Linked DNA regions of Mus musculus: region 2 is linked to region 1. Evidence: chromatin contacts called from public HiChIP or PLAC-seq data. All regions are on one chromosome and are shown on one strand. The core of a region is the stretch at or near the end of the contact, and the rest is flanking DNA. Distances in the headings are between cores, read along the strand shown.

Region 1 (3,859 bases), core at 637-3,136:
CTGCCAGGGATTGAACTCAGCTTTGTCAAGCTTGGTGGCAGTCACCTTTACCTGCTGAGCCAGCTCATCAGCCCATGATCTATCTACCTTTGTAAAAATATGAAAAGGAGAAAACTGGAGCTGAAGATGTGACTTATAGGTTAAAAGCACTTGCCACTCTTTCAGAGGACCCAGGTTCAGTTCCTATCGCTCACATGGTGACTCACGACCATCTGTAACCCCAGCTTCAGAGGATCTGATACCCTCATCTGGCCTCCACGAACACCAGGCACTCACGTGGTGCACATACATGTATGCAAGCAAAGCATTCATATGTATAAAATAAAAATTAATAAATCCTTTCTTGAAAATCCTTCATTTTGCTGATGGGATATACTTGCATTTTAATAGTATTTTTTTGTAAAATTAAAAAATATTAGATTGTAATACAAAAGATGGAATCAACTCCTCTTGGTTGTTCTTTATATGAGTGCCTTGGTACTCAAGGACCTACCGATTGCTATTAAATAAATGTTTACAAATGCTTTTAAAATAAAAATAAATAAATAAAGTTGTGCAAAGCTTTGAGGGTTGTCCCAGGCAAAAGTCAACAAGACATTCATCCATTGTAAATTTAGTGATTATTTTTTTTTTTATTGATTTACCTACTTATTTGCTAAAGGAATTATATGTCATCAGTTTTTCAAGAATAGGTATAAACATTTCCCCTGGGCAGAAGCTACTGATGAATCAGCTACTGATTCACTAAAGGAATTAGTCAGTGAACAAATGCAGAAGGTGTAAAAGTCACCTGAGGACAACTGGCCAGAGTGCAGAGAGCGCGTGCAGGCTGAGATCCCAGCCGCAATAACTGTCTGTACCATCAACACCCCAGGGCTCAGGAGCCATCACAGAGAGGTGGGCAGAAAGTCGTAAGAGCTCAAGGCTGGGGAGAACCAGAGTGAAACAGCATCTTCTGAACATGGCAGGGCCGTTGTACTCACGATCACAGGGCAGCTGTGGTGCTTATGTAAGACCTGAACCAGATCAAGCTGGCCAACATTCCAGCACTGGGTGGGCAGGCATTAGTCAGCTCACACCCTTGAGGAGTCGTAGAGGGTTGATGGTTTCTGGGGGAGGAACAGTCAGGTCTTTTCAAGGGGATTGTCCTGGTGGGTCAACCAAGCTCCAGGAGATGGCCTTGAACCCATGATGTATGAGCAGAACAGATTGGACTCAGTGGGTTGTGGGAGGATAAGGGGGGAATCTGAGAGCACTTAGGAGAATAATGGGGGCAAATGTGGTCAATGCACATTGCATGAAGTCCTCCAAGAATTAATAAAAATGTGGTTTTTAAAATCACATGAATAATTGCATTAATTCAGTTTTCAGTTGTCATAAATGACCACCTTAAGGGGGCGGCATCTCTGCCAATGGGTTATAGGCACCCTTTGCTTCCTTGGCTATGCAACCTGAGGAAAGTGATGGGTTCTCATAGCTTCCAATCAGAAATGTTTTGAGAATAAAGCCTGCTAACACTTGAAAGCCAGAGTTTGGTGAGATGGAGAGGATCCTTTAAATGCTAAAAGCACAAATTTGCAAGCACCCATGCCAGCTCTGGATTGATTTGCTGGAGCTGACACCATGGGATGCTAAAGCTGTCCCCACTGAGGCCCCCTCCCCCAACCCCATTCATATCAGAGCCAGGGACACAGTAAATGATTGACATTTAAAGTGTCCGGATTTGGGTGTTGTTTTTACACAGTAGTCAAGGCTTCCTTTATTTAAGTCAAGCCCAGTCGTTATTTACGTTCTTATTTTTTGCTAGTAAAAATGGCGCTTGCTGGGGAGATGACTCAGCGGTGAAGTGGTTGCTGAGCAAGTGTAAGGAATGGGTTCAGATCCTCAAGGCTGTGTAAACACTGGGCATGGCTGTACACATCTACAATCCAAGGAAAGGGGGTAACCGGGAGGCTCTGGGGACTCGTGGGCTGCTAGGGTTGTAAATGGTGATCTCTAGATTCAGTGTGAGACCCTAGCCTAAGAACATAAAGTGAACAAGAAACTGAGGAAATATCTCAACATCAACCTCTGGTCTCCATATATAACCACACAGGTGAATAATGCCCCCATCCTCAACACACACACACACACACACACACACAGACATACACATACATATACACAATACACACACACACAGACATACACACAAACACACACACATATATACACACACATAGACACATACACACACATACACACAGACATACACACACAGACATACACACAAAAATAAACACATACCTACACATACACATAGACACACAGACACACACATACAAAAACACACACATATACACACACATAGACACATGCACAACACACTCACAGACACACAGACACATACATATACACACAGACACACACACTCAAAACAACAGATATACACACATACACACTCAGACAGACAGGCAAACACACACATATACACACAGAAACACACATATATACACTTACACACATATACACACAAATAAACACACACAGACACACAGAGAGACAAATACACACAAGACACACAGAGATACATAGAGACATACACAGACACACACAGAGACACATACATACACACATACACACACATACAGACACACAGACACACACATACATACATACATACATACTCACACAGACATACACACACACACACACACTCACATTCACACGACACACAGACACTCAGATACTTACATAGACACACACACACACACACACACACACGCACACACACACTGAAGCTTGGTAGTGTGAGCCTTAAGTTTCACAATCACTCCTGGTGGAGATGAGCACAAGATATGATTTAAAGAACTTGTCTCCAGCACAAGGAGAACATGGTCAGTGTGGAGAATACCTGATGGCATCTGACTTCCAGCCCAGGAGGCAGGTAGAAAGCATGAGGCCTGATGTCAGCCCCCTGGAGAGGAGATGGGGAGGAGGCAGGGGACAAACTAGTAAGGCTGTCTCTGCATCTGCAGCGAGCCTGTGTCTATCAGTCAAGGAGGGACCACGTCCTCAACACAGAGATTCAGCAGGGGATGAAACAGATGGTTCCTGTCACTTGAGGTCTCTCCAAATAAGTAAACCATGCAGTGTGTCAGACACTGACGGCTTCTCTGGAGAAAACCAGTGAAAGGGGGGAGGGGCTGAGAGCACCTGTGGTTTGCCAGTTTAGGAGGGAAGTCCTTCCTGAAAAGATAAGAGTGATTAATGACTCAAAAGCAGGGGGTAGGGAGGAGGGGAAAGAGAGAGGAGGGGAAGAGAGGGGGAGGGGAAGGTAGAAGGGAAGAGGAAGGGGAAGATAGAGGAGGAGATAGAAGGGGGGGTACAAGGAGAGGGAGAATGAGAGAGAAACAATGGTGTGTATGTTGGACACAAAAGTCGAGAGCAAGTGCCAAGGCTCCCAGACAAGAACATTTATGAGTGTTGAGGGAGCAGCAAAGACAGCCAAGTGGCAAACAGGGAGTGACTGGGGGTATTGCAATGGTGGGGCTCTCTGCCTGTGTGGCAGTCTGTGTCAAAGGTTGGCGGCTTAGCTTCACCCTGTTCATAAGTCTACAAGATGGGCATAGCTTGGTGGGGGCAACTTGTCTCTATTCCATGGGACATTAGCTGGGATAGCCTTGGAACGTACATGTTGGCTATAAACTGGAAGCTCTGTGTGGAACTATTAGCTGGGGACCTCCATCCTATCTATGTAGGATGCTCCCCAGGCTAAGACTGCCTTACCCATGGTAGCCATGTCCCAGGGGCAAGTGTTCCACATGACAGGCCACAGAAGCTGCCAGAACCTGTTCGTGAAAGAGGTCATGAAGGCCAG
Region 2 (3,686 bases), core at 364-2,863, 550 kb before region 1:
AACTAATCAAAACAATTTCTTCCCTTCTGGCTGACAGTGGCTTTATGTTGCTCTCAGTTTTCACTTTGTATTATTTTAACAAAAAGGAAGACATGCGCTAATTTATTACATTTAACTAATTACTTTAAGGATATGTTTATTTTGTGTGTGTGTGTGTGTGTGTGTGTGTGTGTGTGTGTGTGTGTGCACTCACCATGGTGTAGCATGGGGAGGTTTGAGCACAGCCTGTGGCTTAGCTCCATGTGGGTTCTGGGGTTTTACTAAGCTCAGGTTTTCTGTCTTGGTGTCAAGTGCTCTTACCTTTTGAGCCACAAAGGAGAAAACTGTAAGAACCCCAAGTTAATACTGTCAGCACAAAGAATTTGACATTCAGAAAGTTGAAGAATTTATTATTTTCCCTGTGAAGACCACATGATGAAAAGAATATTTCATAAAACGTTACACTGTGAAGAGAGAGAGAAAAAGAAAAGACTGCTTCTACTCTGCATCGTTTCTTTTTGTTGTTGTTGTTGTTGTTTTTGTTTTTTGAGACAGGGTTTCTCTGTGTAGCCCTGGCTGTCCTGGAACTCACTTTGTAGACCAGGCTGGCCTCGAACTCAGAAATCTTCCTGCCTCTGCCTCACGAGTGCTGGGATCAAAGGTGTGCACCACCACTGCCCGGCTTTTGCAATGTTTCTTGCTGATAAGATGGAGCTCCTACAGGGTAGACAGGTTAGCGTTTGCTGTCATGGCAAAGGAAAGGAGAGATTCTCAAGGGACCTTGCCTGCTCTGACTCGGACACTATCCACACTCCCGGGGCCGCTCTGCAATGTCTCAGTCCACCAAGTTCAAAGTCCGTGGCATTTTCACCTTTCTGAAGGAAAGTCTGAATGATGTAATGGGCAAGATGGTGACACCCCCCCCCCAGGAAAATCAGGTCCTGACTCCAATTCTGATGCTAGAAAGTTGGGTTGTTTGTTTGTTTGTTTGTTTTAGTGTAGATGGTGATATCTAAGAAATATTTTAGAAGTTGATTTGCAAGACATCTGTTCTTTACACATCTTAACACCATGTCCCCATTCTGAGCCCTTCTTTGCCTAAGTCAGATGGAGATCCACCCTGTTCTCCAGGAGAGGACAATCCTATGATTTGTGTGCCTCCGCGGGTCCTGGATGCTGTGATAAGAGCAAACTTCACTGCAGAGTCATATGTTAGTCAGTGCAAACAAATAGGTGGCAATGGTCCCATCGTTGATATAGAACTGAAATTCCTTCAGTCTAGTGACGTGGTAGCTGTGGTAAAGTGTAACATATTACTCATGCATTAGTGGGATGGTTTTGTAAATACATCCACTGCCTGCCTGTCGTGTTAAAGCATTGCACAGTTGCATATAGTATGCAATACCTGACAATAACAGATAAAACAATACTGCTTTGTATATTCACTATATCATACCTTGTATTATTTTAGAGTGAACGCCATCTACTTGCTAGAAAAAGAAAAAATAAAAGAAAGTTATTGTCACAGGCTATGTGTGTGCGTGTGTGTGTGTGTGTGTGTGTATGTGTGTGTGCCACCACAGGAGTGGCCTGCTAATTCTCATTCCCCAAATTGCAATCTTGTAAGTTTGTCTTGTGTCTAGATTAATCTTGGGTTGTTTATTCTTCCCAGCCAGGAGAGCACAGGCTGCCCCATACTACAGTCATCTACCCCAGGTCTCTGCAGAAGGGTATACAATTCTGGTCACTGTGGCAAAATTACCTAAATGATGCATCTCTCAACACATGACTCCAGGGTTAATCAAGTCATCTGTGTGCCACGGACTGTATGGCTTCAATAAACATGCCATTCATTAAGTGCGTCTCGGGGAAACTCCCAAAGTTAGATGTGTTCGCTCAATCGGTTGGTTTGTCCAGGTCATTTTTTCTTAAGGTCATAAGGATGCTTACTGTGATTTTCAAGGACAATATTTATCTATGGGTATAAGTTCTTTTTCCAGCAAGACTGGATGTTACAGTTAATCCCATTTCACAGATTACAGTTTAGGAACAGAGTGTCTTGGTCATCCTCTCTCTGGAGGCTGGCTCTTCAGAGTCTAGCTGGCCCACTTTGTATGTAAACCTTGGCAAAGTTTTCCTTGGCATATGTTTTACACGTGTGCTGCTAATGTGGGTGCTGCCATCCAGTTTGAAGGTGCAGGGGCCAACTGGGTGGGGGTTGGGTGTGGGTGTGGAATCACGGGAGGGGTGGGGGTGGAGGGATATCTCAGTGAGCTAATTGTCCCATCCACACGAGTAGAGTGTGATGCTTCAATGAGGACATTGGTTTTCTGTAGTCAGGGGGCGGGTGCTTCTCCCCCGGACAATTTTCCATGATGGATTCTGCTGACGGCAGTTGTTCTTAGCTGCGCTTCTGTATTTTTGCATAGACCACCTCTGACATCGCAATGATTCTTTTAGGAAATATTAAGGAGGAGGACTGTGGTTCAGTGATAAAGCAGTCTCTTTATCACGCACAAGACCCCAAGTTTGCTCCCTACCACCAAAGAGAAGAAAAGAGACGAGGGAGATTAATATCGTTGAAATAAATGCCCCCTCAATTTGGTCCCGAACTCTTTAAAGGCCTCTTGTAAAAATCTGACTACATTTTATACACGTGTTGATATTGTTTTTAAGTCAAATCTGTTCTTCCTCACTTTCCCTACCTGTTTTGTGCTCAGATATCGCTTGCTGGGGAAGGCTAAATAAGCCTACTCTGTGCAAGGGGTTATTTTTAAAGCTTGCATCTTCCTTACCGTAGCACTAACTGCCAGGGAAATCAAACGCATAATACAGAAGTATCCCCGCGAGTTCCCATCCAGGCCCTGGCTCCTTGTGTTTTCCCCTTATGTTGGTTTGTTCTCCATAAAAGTCCCTCACGATGACCCAGAAGAGGTCTTGAGACAGTAAGCACAGTCATGTCAAATGGCCACTCAGGTTTTTTAATATAATTTTTTTTCTTTGGGGTGTATCTTTCCAACCTCATCTGCTGGCTCCCTTATTAACTAGATCTGTCAATGTCATTCTGTTTACTCAGCTAACTCCAAGGCTACAGGCCCTGCTCATCACTTGCTGTGAGTATTCATTTCGCTTTGCTAAAACCAATCCTGATTTATAGTAGAAATAAGGGACTCACAGGGCTGTTCATCTACTCTTTGAAATTATAAGCTCATCTGTCATGCCAGCACAATACCTATTTATTTTGACTTTTTATCCATTGGCTCTGCCTTTGCTCTACATACAGATTCCAACTACCAGCAGTGAGGGGACAAGCACACAGCTCTGCACTATCACTTGAACAGCCTAAGCTGGCTCACAGACGTGCTAGAGACCACAACGCAGGTGAACTTGGGAATCATGGTTCTGACACAAAATGAATTTCAGGACTAGCCAGTAAGCAATGGAGTTGAGGGTTTATTATTATTATCATCATCATCATCATCATTATTATTATTATTATTATTATTATTAAAGATAAAGAGAATCCTGGTCAGGAAAAGGGTGTGGGCTTCTCACCCACATTTAAAGAGTCACAGTTTATTAACAGACATGTCAGTAGATACTTTACACACAGATGCCTGTGTGTGGGCCTCTCTGGGGAAAACTGTATGGAACTGTCTTAGTATTGTACACACCATTTTGATGGCTTGAAGGCTACACCTCAAAAT

What was found. HiChIP or PLAC-seq counts read pairs in DNA pulled down with a chosen protein or histone mark.
Region 2: a contact with region 1 is called in an HNF4G HiChIP or PLAC-seq map of pancreatic cancer cells. The contact joins two enhancer-like sites. A contact is called at or near these places in 1 of 484 Hi-C or Micro-C datasets (bone marrow-derived macrophages), 1 of 115 datasets of contacts at active chromatin or transcription factors (pancreatic cancer cells) and 1 of 9 other capture datasets (embryonic stem cells).

Annotation. Positions count from the first base shown.
Region 1 is chr5:75,829,723-75,833,581 of GRCm38.p6, reverse strand. No RefSeq gene overlaps it. Among named protein-coding and RNA genes, the nearest start is that of Gm32727, 150 kb to the left of the region's middle. Within about 2 kb of position 1,886, at least 62 of the 459 cell types and tissues checked have an H3K27ac peak or open chromatin away from gene starts, as enhancers often do. A contact at or near this core is called in pancreatic cancer cells, where this site is marked.
Region 2 is chr5:76,379,583-76,383,268 of GRCm38.p6, reverse strand. No RefSeq gene overlaps it. Among named protein-coding and RNA genes, the nearest start is that of Nmu, 18 kb to the right of the region's middle. Within about 2 kb of position 1,613, at least 8 of the 459 cell types and tissues checked have an H3K27ac peak or open chromatin away from gene starts, as enhancers often do. A contact at or near this core is called in pancreatic cancer cells, where this site is marked.